2 separate regions of the Anser cygnoides genome follow, and region 2 is linked to region 1. The links are chromatin contacts, called in public Hi-C maps. All regions are on one chromosome and are shown on one strand. Each heading gives the region's core, a stretch centred on a gene start, on an enhancer-like site or on the middle of the called end of the contact. The rest is flanking DNA. Distances are from core to core; before and after follow the strand shown. Region 1 holds the start of UROC1 (urocanate hydratase 1). Region 2 overlaps LOC136791594 (a long non-coding RNA gene).

What was found. Hi-C and Micro-C count contacts between places; a contact is called where the count stands out from the background.
Region 2: a contact with region 1 is called in a Hi-C map of liver, with 8 times the contacts expected there. The contact joins the enhancer-like site here to the promoter of UROC1 in region 1. A contact is called at or near these places in 2 of 7 Hi-C or Micro-C datasets (both in liver).

What each region holds. Positions count from the first base shown.
Region 1 is chr10:12,804,876-12,810,234 of Taihu_goose_T2T_genome, forward strand. UROC1 (urocanate hydratase 1) reads left to right here and starts at 2,484. Exons shown (of 21, transcript XM_067002995.1): 1 at 2,484-2,778; 2 at 4,722-4,852. The coding sequence starts at 2,484. It overlaps LOC106045060 (netrin-4-like), which reads right to left and starts at 2,418. Exons shown (of 10, transcript XM_013195380.3): 1 at 1,219-2,418. The coding sequence starts at 1,285.
Region 2 is chr10:13,006,725-13,012,558 of Taihu_goose_T2T_genome, forward strand. The region is part of intron 6 of LOC136791594 (a long non-coding RNA gene); the gene reads left to right. Among named protein-coding and RNA genes, the nearest start is that of SLC41A3, 38 kb to the right of the region's middle. Within about 2 kb of position 2,142, at least 1 of the 3 cell types and tissues checked has open chromatin away from gene starts, as enhancers often do. A contact at or near this core is called in liver, where this site is marked.

The DNA.
Region 1 (5,359 bases), core at 1,234-3,733:
ATGTTGTGATAGCCAAACGTTTTCCCAAATGAGTCACAGGATAATCTGGCAGGACTGTAAATTTATGAGCTATTTTCAGTTTTTAAGAAAATAACTTCTGCAGTTAGGAAGTCTAATGTCTGTGTTATTAAAAAGGTTCTAACTAAGCCATAATCTGAGCTGAAGCCTCCTGATCTGCCTTTGATTTTACCAAATCCTGCATGGTATCTGAACACTTCAGTCACTTTAAAATCACTGCATGAGGAGTGTTGCTCCAGTCCTAATACTCAGAGCACGCAGGTGAAATTTAAACCACTGGTATGCTTTGCTATGCAGAAAGACAGATCCCAAGCCAGTATCCCAATGGGAAAGTCACCAAGGACATATTGTTATTTTGTCAATGCTTGTTTATATTTTTCTGGACTGATCTGCATAATTCATCCCTTTTAACCTTAAAGAGGTGTTAAATCACAGTAGGAAGAAAGCAATCTAATGCTTTGCTTCCTTTCCCTTAAGGAATTAGTCTCTATCATAATCCAGGTATTTGTAGAAGCCTATGTAAATACCAATACAGCTATATCATTCCTATGTATGCTCATTTGTACACCCACATATGCACACACAACTTACCAACTTCTCTTTCTGCCCTAGTCCGTTGTGTTTTTTTTTCTCTAATACAGATTTAATCTTGTCCACTGCATGTTAACAACTGAATCAGTGAATACACTGAATGAATGGGTTTTCTTTGATTAATAGGAACTCATAAGCAGTGTCTCTGACTTTTAATGATGAAAAATGGAGTTAGCAGAGAATAATTCAGATTCCTTCAGTGGTGCTGTCCAAGGATCTTGTCATTTCACTCTTGTCCTGCCCAGGAAGCCAGTGTTTCTTCCTCAAAACAAACATCCAGCTTATCTCAATCTATCCACCTCTTTCTTTCTCTCTTATTTTTCTTTCATTCATAGAAATAATACAGCTTTTCCCTTTAAGAATGTATGAAAGAGTACATCCTATTATAAGTCTTTGGGGGATGACTGAGCTGTAAAGCTGTGTATCGTGGAATAAGAGGCATTCATATACATCGACTAACCCAGATTCCTTGTAAAAATGCAATCTAAAATAAAGAGGTTGACATAAAAAAATTACCATACTTTACAGATTAGATTTCTATTCCTTTTCCCCTTGCTCAACTTAGGATAAATTGTTTCATGAATGGCAATATTGATTTATTTTGCTTACCTGCTCCTCCGTGGCCAGAAATAAAATATTCCAAGAACACAATCAGCACGATGCCTTTATGCTGCATGGCTGTCAGTAAAATATCTGTCCTCGGTGAAGCAAAAAAGAGCTGCAGTAATCTACAGGTTTGGTGCTTGCATGGCTTTTCTGTATTTTCTTTCTTTCTTTCTGCTCACCTTCCTCTTAGTGCAGGGGTCAAGGCTGCTGTCTCATTCTTCTTGTTTTCCTTTGGGTCTGGAGCCTTTTTTTTTTTTTTTTTCTCTTTCAGGGCTCAGATGCCTTCTGGGTGTCACCCGTACATCGCTTCCAATAAATAAATAAATAACAAGGATTTGCCGTGTCTTCACCCCTCTCCATGCAGCGGGCCGGGGATGTTCACATCCCTGCTGCAGCCCCCTGAATGCACCATCGGGGGCTGGTGCGACGCGGGGAGCTCTCTTCGGTCCGCTCTCTTGCGGATGCTAGTCCGAAACTTTCCTTTCTGCTCCTTGCTTTTGCTGGAGCTTCGTTTTGGCTTCCTTCCCCCTGGCAACCTTCCCTACCCCCCTGGCAGCCCCCGCAGCTAGCCGGGGTGGCGATGGGGTCCCGGCTGCGGGAACCCCGCTTTGGTGGGAGCTCTGCCCCCAAACCCGCTTCCCCTTTGCTCCCTGCAGCAGAGGGGTCATAAGAAGAGAGTTGGCTTTTCTCGCTGAGAGCTGATGAGAAGCAAGTGCTTTCCTGGCTCTTCTCTCTTGTCAGTTTGGGTGGCTTGATTTTATTTCCTAGCCCTCCTCCCTCCGCTGGCACGGAAGCCACTGATCCCACAGCGAGCGCCAGGGGCTAAGAGCAAAACCCCAAAGCGGGGGGGGGGGGGGGGGGGGGGGCTCGCCGGGGCCGGGGGACCCCTGGTCGGGGTCGGGGCTGCCGGAGGGAGCCTGGGGCAGGGGCTGCGCTCAGGTGCGGGGGAAAAAATGGGGCTGGAGGGCAGCTCCTGCCTCCCTCCGGCTGCAGCGAGGCTCAGGGTTGGGGTTCCCCCCCTCCGGGGCTGGGAGTTAGCCTCAAGTTTCCTCTCTGCCTCTAGCACATCCCTCGGTCCTGAGCGGGCAGTTCGCCTCTCTGGTCCTGTCTGGCTGCAGAGGGGATTATTATAACATGTGATCTTCTTCCTGTTCTTTATACGTGCTTTTTTTTTTTTTTTTTTTTTTTTTTTTTTTAGGGTGGAGGAGGAGGAGGATGGGTCGGTTCCGCACCTCCTCGTCGGCTGGGCTGGTCCTCGGTGCGCTCAGATGCAGGCGTTGTTCTCCGGCAGCATCTTCTGCTCCAGGAGCCTGCCCGTCCTCCGTCTGCCCGTCCGTCTGCCCGTCCGTCTGCCCGGCCGTGGGTGTGCGGGGCGGGGGCAGCCCGCTCAGCCCGCCCCGGCTGCTGCCTGCTGTCCCTTGTCCCTGCAGCACCCTCTGCCAGCCCTGCCGGCACATGACAGCTGCCCCACACCGCGGCGACACAGCCCCCCCGGGGCGCCCCAATGGCAGCCTCAAGGCGTGGGGACAGCGGGGAAGGTCTGGGGGGTTTGTCCCTCGCAAGGTGGGCGATTGGGAGCGAGCATCGGGTTTATTTCCATAGGCAAGGGTAGACACGAGCTGGGAGAAGCCAGCGAGGGGACTTGGGGCTTCCTGGGGGGCTGCGCTGGCACCGCTGACACATCTGCCTTCATGCAGGGCATGACCGTGAAGTCGGATCTGCCAGCCCCAGATTTTTTTGGAGGCGGTAACTCCAACACCCAGCGAGGCTCCAGCATCAGGGGTAAAAGCACTCAGCCCTAGAAATAATTTTAATTCAGGGAGTGACAACCCCCCCAACCCACCCCCCAGCTCCGTTCTCTCTTTCTTCAGCTTTTAAGGCAGTGTAATGCCATTACCTTCTGTTTGATGTCACGGAGGGAAGCAGGCTCGATGGGAGTAGACGAGGTTATTCTCGTGCCCATGTGTGCACAGGATCAGACCTTAGAGGGATTTGCAGAATGTGGGTCATACAAAGCAGAATAAGGAAAGATTTATTTCCCTTTGCAGTGGGAATGTTTATGTAAGGCAGAGTTATTTAGCTATGTATTGGAGGAGAATTTTCTAACTTTACCCTTATCTTCCTTTTTTTGTGCGTTTTTAATAAGAAAACCAAATAGAAAATTTTAAAATATGTAGGAAAAATTTCCTCTCCTTTTTGTCTTTGCCTTTTGTTTGAAAACAGTTAAAATACTGAATAATTACAAAACATAATTCTCTCTCCTAAGTGACAGTTAGCATCCTTCAGAGGGTTTGAGAGCGGTGCGCTCAGCTCCCCTGGGACGTTCTGAGTTCTTTCAACTCAAGCATCTTCAGCGGGAGCTGGGGAAATGCAGTATGTCCTAGAGCTACAGGCAGTGTGACATTAATGAGATGCTGTCATTTAATAATTGTGCTTTGTCGCCATTGCTTGTTGATTGCTGCCTTTGTGAAAAAAAATAAAGTGGCATTTTTTTTATTCCTAGGTTTTAGGCTTGTCACTAACTGAAAAGTTTCTTCCAGATAATTTCCTCAGACTTAAACTGTGGCACTTGAGAAAATTCCCTGGCCGTGAGTTGTAGTTCCGTGGATGTAATAAAGGTCAAGAAGCTCCTGTATAATTTAAACAACAACTCAAAATGGGGAGCAAAGTTCATGTTGCTCTTTAAGTGGAAAGTCAAAGTTAAGCATATTCATTTACTTGTGATGTCTGGATGGCAACAACATAAGACTTTCCAGTTGTTGTTAACTGTAGGTTATAAAAGTGACTTAAAACTGAAAGCCTTAATTTCTCTTCCTTATTATTGCCTGTCTTGAGGAAAACAGTAACAGAGGTACTGTTTTCAGTTTAGTACTACTAAAACCCAGGCATGCCTGTGAGCTAAGAGGAGCTAAAATCTAAGGGGGACATTTTGCTGTTATCATTGACAGCTGCTGCTGTCCAGAGGACAGCCTGATGATATTTGAGGAACAGCCCATACCTAGAGGTGTCAGGCAGAGAATGCACATCTTAGCTGAACAGTGTGTATGAACAATGATGTGAATAATGATGATTTGCTTTAGTCAGCTCCTGAACTATAGAAACGTAAAAGCACAATCCCTGAAGTCTCAAGCAAGGTTCATGCTCCAGACCCTGACTTTCGCTGGGGGAACCAGCTAATGTGGAAAGTGACTGCTCTAGTGGCTTAGCACAGCACCACCTGACAAAGCACCCAGAGAACAAACAGCAAAACTGTGAATCATTCATTTTGGAGGAGGACAGGAGAGCCAATGACATGGCACAGAGGGGGTAGGTGTGTCACCTGTGCTGCCTGCCCTCTGTGCTCTGCAGGCCTGATTGCAAAAGCCAGAGGACGGGCTGTCCTCTTGGAGATCGCCCCAGAGTGGTGGCACATCTCAGTCGCTTAGCATCTTGTTTGCCTTCACCCTTTGTATCCATTCCTTGTGTCTCTCTAATTTGTCTTGCCTTTCCTCCTTGTATTTCTTCAGCAACTATGACCAGCCTGAAGGAAATCTGTCGTGGCCTTCCTCTAAACCCTTTGCCTGAAAACAGAGGTCGGAGGAAAGGAATACCCCATGCACCTGTGAGAACCCCTAATCTCACTGCTCAGGAGAAAAAGGTAACACAGGGTTTCACAAGGCCTCACTTCTCTTCCTTTCAGATAAATGCAGCTTGGAGCGGCAGACCTGATCGCCTCAAATGCTTTTCTGAGTGCCAGCAGATATATTTCCTTGGTGTTATATTTTCAGTAATGGTTAGTGAGACAAAATACTGGAAACTTTTCTGTGTGCTTGCTTTCTCTTTCTCCCCAAGTTGATTGATATGAGGGAAATTTGCCACACAACACCTTTGTGCATGACTTCAAATGGCTAAACAAGAGGCCTTAGACTTCAATGCTGTCAATCCAGCGTTGTTCCTTGGAGATGAAATTATGAATGCTGCTGCAAAAACGCTGCATATGTATGGGAGTGAATACTAACCCCTCAAATACAGTTAACATGAAATGTGTCAAATCAACATCGTGGTACAAGCTATGTATCTGTATGTTTGCGTAGGGATCCAAAGATAAATTAGTTTAACCAGCAGTCTGAAGCATCCTGGCATTTAGACAAGCTTGTAAGGGATT
Region 2 (5,834 bases), core at 892-3,391, 200 kb after region 1:
TGCATGTCCTTGCCCACAGAGGCTGACCCCAGCTCTCTCCATATAGTCCCTGTTTGTGCCTAGCCTAGCACCCGCAGTGACTTCAAATTGCTGATCATGCTGTTCACACCCAGTAAAACCCAGCTAAGCTCCGCTCCACGCCCCCTAGCGCTGCAGGATCTGGCCTCTCATCCTTCGTGCTCCCCACACCACCTCGCCCTGCTTACGCAAGCAGGCCAGCGAGCCAAGAGAAACCTCTGAACTCGCTGGCTGTGACAGCAGGCGGTGGCAGCCAGGTTTCTGCTGTCATCTCTCGGAGGCATCGGGCAGGCGGCAGAAGGCGCCAGGGTTCGGGCTCCCAGGGCCTGCCCTCTCCCCAAAGCCTCCTGTCGGGGGAGGCCGTGTTGGCACTGTAGGACCTGCCGCTTGGGACCATGGTGTTGGGGATCAGGGTATATGAAAGGGGAGCACAGAGGGTTTTGGATGCGTGTGTAATGCCCGTTCACCAGCTCGGGACTGGTCTGTCTCTCTTCTGAGCTGGTTTATATCCCCAGGTTTTCTGTCATGCTCCAAGTCGCAATTAACAAGTGCTTGTTTATACAGTGCTTGCTCTAGGCCCTTATTTGCCTAGCAAAGCATAATGCGCAACATCTAAACAAAGAGAGCAATGTGGGCTAATTAATTCCTGATTTGGGGAATCAAAAGATAAATTTCTAAGTAAACTAAGCTTTCCTAAAACTGCATAACTCTTCCCACCTACTTTCTCTCCTCGTGCACTCCTCCCTGTGTACAATAAATAAAGCAGCCACCCGTGAAACATGCAGCTCAATTGAAAACATAATGTGCTCAGCTGGGGTTTGGAGGAGCACCAAGGAATGATCTTCAGACCATACTGAGAAGTTTTCTGGACACTATGGGAGCACTGCAGTGCCCCAGGCCACCGTGACCAGCATCCGCTGGGAGACAGTGCCTTGCTTGTCCTGTTGGCCAAGTGGGGCCATTTGGGGTAGGGTTGCCTTCAGAGGTGAACTGGAGCCCTAAGACTCAGGTGTGCTGATCTCTGGTCTTCTGGGTGGAGAGGCTCCTTCAGTGGACAGTGCCAAGTATATAAATTGCTGTCTTCTGACTTTCCTTTCAGAGGGGTGAATGGATAGCTGTTGCCCTTAGCTGCCTTGGTGAGTCCCTTCCCTCCGTCAGGGTCAGTTAAATAAAGCGTGCTACGCTGTAGTTGGAACCCAGGACAGGGGGGTATGGTTGTTTCTGGCATGCACTATGTGTAGGATGTCTATAGCTGCCTGTGTCCATGCTCTGTAAGGAGATACCTGTAACACTAACCTCTGCTTGCAGCAACAGCCGACTCTGAGGCTTTTTGGGGAAGGATTTTGTCTGCCTGATGTTAGCCAGGGAATAGAGAGGTGGCTGGTAGCACCACGCGAGACATCTTTGGTGTGGAGTTGGGTGCACACCCCATCCCTCTGATGTACCCCCCAGTTCCCCTTACCTCTGTGCTTGAATATGGATTTGCATCCCCAAAGTATTTCTCCAGCTCTGAGAGGCTTACTGGGTGATCGTTGCTGGTGACTGTGAGCTGACTGGGGAGAGCTGTGCCTCCTGAGCCCTTTCCATTTGGTTTCTGTTGGGGTAAATCCTGAGGGCCTTTCTTCCAGTTTCAGTCAGACCTGTAATTGAATTTCTCTTTCCAAGACGTTCTAATATCAATGTCACTGGAGGGTGTTCATTAGCTGAACACAAGATACTTACTGGGGCTGGTCCAGGGATGGCTGGGAGGTTTTATATGGGGGCTTAGAGAAGATAGTTGGGTTTTTAAAACTTGGGTTCGGTGGGAATATCACCTGTCAGCATCTGGCACGATAAATTGCTGGGTCAGTTTGTTGACAAATGTTAATGAAAACTAGGAGTGGGACCAGAAATGCCCCTGATCTACACCACTCAAAGCTGTATTTTTGTTTTCTTTTAGCATCAAGGGATACACAGGCACAGCTAAAAAGCCATTCTGGAAAAAAATTTTGAAGTTTAAACACTTTGTTCCTACTCGTGGGAGCTGAAAATTCAAGCTCACTGTAAACAACCTTGGAAAACATTTTACATTTCCGGAGTTTTGAGTCCAAACGTTTCCATGAAGCAGTGACACAGTTCGAGGGTAACAACACACTTTGTTTCTTTTCTTTAACATAATTTTTTTCTGAGAGTTGTACAAGTGTGTGTTTTTTTTTTTTTTAATACTACTCTTGCTTTCTGGGACAAACATCTCCCTTCTCAGAGTAGATTTTGGTCAGAGGTGGGGAAAGGGAAATGTGTACTTCCTTAAATAAATATCTATATGTGTTTTTAGTATTTTGGGTATTTTATTTTTCAAGCAGAAAGTTGACTTTTTTTTTTTTTTTTTTTAACAACCATTGGTTAGTACTATGGAAAATGCACAGAGCTGTTTTGGCTGGATGGAGCAAAGCAGCGGGTTAAATTTTAGCACATTTAGCAGCACAGAGATCTCTCTTCTGTGAAAGACAGGATTGTATTATGTAACAGCCCGGCTGCCAAATACTTCTGCTGGCAGCAGTCAGCCTTCTATGCACCATTGACATCAAAACCTAATGAGGTTTGATCCAGAGGAGGGATTTGAAAGGACGTCTTGTTTTTCTTCAATCTTCACAAACTGAACTTGTTTAAAAAGGGGGAGAAAAAAAAAGATACAGAGTCTTATTTGATAAATGAGGAAAAACAGTGGTTTTTTCTCTGAAGTTTTCGCTGTTTATTGGTTTAACAGCTATTGCTCAGAACAAGTCATTTCTATTTACGGTGTTTATCATATCAGCTAACCTTGTGTGTTGGATCGAGGGGGCTGGAGGTCAGGTCTCCATGTTTTCCCTCCACGGGGGCTTTCTGACAGCTTACCTTAGTATCTCCTGTGCCTAATATTTATACAGCGTCACATTCAGTAAACACAGGACCAAGCAAGCGCCCCACTTTGTATACCATGCACAGTAAGTAAAATGCTTCAGAGAGTAAGTGGCGACAAGAAACACAGGGCTGTAACAAGGTGGTGTACAGGGACACCCAGCTCCATGAAGGCTGCTACAGTGCTAGAAGCAACATAACACGATACTGTGCTATATTATTGTATAATAAAGCAGATCTTGCTAATGCACCAAAAACTGTAAGGAATATTCTGCTGGATAATAGCAAAGATTTATCTAGCCTGGCGTCCTGTTTGACAGCAACTGGCAAGGAAGGCTGAAAGAAAGAGATCAGGGAGCAGGGCATGTGTTGAGTGGTCTGTCCCCTGGAGCAATGCTGACCTGCAGGTTAGCCATCTCCTGAGATGGAGATTTCATAGATTGTGACTCTCTGAGCATGTTTAATCCCATTTAAGCTCTTATCATGTGGTCATAAGCCTTCAGTTTGTTGCGTGGAAAACCTTTTCCTCTGGCTTGTTTCAAACCCATGTGGAAAACCTTTTCCTCTGGTTTGTTTCAAATATGCTCTCTGCTTACTTGGACCTAGGTTACTTTCTCCACATCATCTTATATAGTGACAGAGGAACATGCCAGCTCGTGTGAATGCGGCGCAGCGCTGGATCAGACGTCTCCCTGTCACATGTGTAGCGCAGGCATAGCTGGTATTGGCATAATACAGCAAGATTTTAGCCTGCCTGGTCATCGTTATGTTTTAGGGGGGTTATCATGACAGAACTGTGGTTAAGAATTTGAAGCAAGAATGAGGTGAGTTTACAGACATTTGTTAGGATCAGCTTCCCATGATGTGTAGTGTACTTTGTGCATCTGTAAAAAGGGAATGCGAAGCTTCTCATATGAAATAAATAGCAGAGTTGCCAACACTAGCAAAAATGAAGGCAGATATGAATGTATGCTTAGCATATTGAATGTTTTACACAAATACAGTGCTTGCCTCAGAAATGTATGAAAGATCATATCAACTTTGCCTTGCCCAGGAAATTCACTATCCTTTTGTTCACTTACCAGCAGGGAAAGTATTGTAACCAGCAGTTTAATATCCCAAAAATCCCTGAGCAAGTCAGTGGCAGAGCTGGGAGTACAGTTCAGGAACAATGTCTTTCACTTACATATTTAGTCTCCTGTCCGCATTTCTCTGGAGAAGTATTTCTGGTCACGGTGGTAGAGGTGTTAAATGAAGTTGGGCAGTTACTCTTGTATTTCTGCTTTCATCTTGAAAGTTTCAGGACTCTTGCCTGTTCAACAAGTCTTGTCAAAGCTGTTCAAGAAAAAAACTGCAGAGCCCAGGATTATCAGTACTTTTTTGTATTCAGAGCTTCAGCTGCTGCCAAAGGTCTCTGGTGATGGTAGCATGTGTAAGGAACAGAAATGCGCTGATTAAGTCCAATAAACTTGAGCGTCTGTGCGTGTTACCAAGAGTATGGGAGGGGAATGTGAATGATGAACGGCATTGCTGCGTGATGGGACTGCACTTTGCATGCAGGTCTCAGCATCCGCTTCTCTCCCCTAGAACAGCTCCCAGTGTGCCAGGGTCCTGAGCAGCTACAGAAAGCTGACTGCTTGTGAGGTAACCTGTTAGAGGAATGAGATTTGTTTTTCCTCTCTTCTTTTCTCCCCCTACATTTTCCTTCCAAAGTCCCAGTGTGTTTCATGTCAGTATTGTGCCAATTAAAACATTTCTGTTTTTAAAAATGGTATATGGTAAAAGTAGTCTGGTGTCACAAGATTGGAGATCTCTTCCCTAGGAACGAGTCACTAAACCAAAAGCTTTTTGGTGTAGTGCTATAATGTACGTAGACACTGGGCCATGCACTTGGAAAGATCCAAATAAGACCCTCAAGCCCTGACCCGAGTTAGATTTCTTGAAGTGCACAGATCTGAGTGGCTTTCAGAGAGCTGCAAGAAGAAAAGGTAAAGCAGTGAAACAGTCTTCAGAAAGCAGCTCAGAAAAGGGACTGCCCATAGAGCAGTGAGTGATGGGGCCAAGAAACTGCTGAGTCCCTTGGAAAAGGCAGTGTGTGCAATCACGTCCATTTTGTTATCATATCAGTATCTATTTTGTTACCTTGATTAAGTTAGGGATAAACAGAGGGTTAGAAGATTCTGCTTGTATATCCTGGAAATTGTGGGTGTAATGAATATATCCTGATTTTAACAGCCACAGCATTTGTAGGAATGGGTTGCTTTAACAACAGATATTGGAAAACCAAGCGCACAAGATCAAATCTTTGTTTTCTTTGTCCCTTGAGCAAGCTGGCTGGGGACACATTTTTTATAACCCTCCTCATTTACAGATTGCATTCACGACAGAAAATCTTGGGCTAGGAAAGCATTTGTGCCCGGTTTGAAGTTTGCTTGGTTTTATGTGTGGGTTTGTACCGTCTCAAGGAATCCACACTTGAATTTTGAGTTCCACAAATAAACATCATACTGCTTCCCTAAGTACAACATCAGTAGGACAGCAGAACAGTGCACAGTCCTTTATGCCAATAATCTTACAAGCTTCCTGAGTAGAAGACAGCTAACCTGAGTTAATTGCCAGTACACCAAGGTATTGGAGCAGGAGAACTGCTCTGGCACAGGCGTTGCAGTGATTTTCTTACTTGCATTAGCGGAGGGTCTACAACAAGCATGTGAATTTTAACTACTGCAGCAGCAAATTCTGTCAAAAAGAAAGAAAATCAGGTAGCTCTTCAAGCTTTTAAAGAGTACTTGTTTACTGACAGAATCAGTGCAAGACCATGTGCTCACTGACAACAAAGAATAGAACTTTATCCCACAGCACATCAAGGCCAAAACTCACCTGTGTGAGAGAGAAGATTTTAGTGTGCTGGGAGCTGTAGTCCTCCAAAGGTGCTCAGT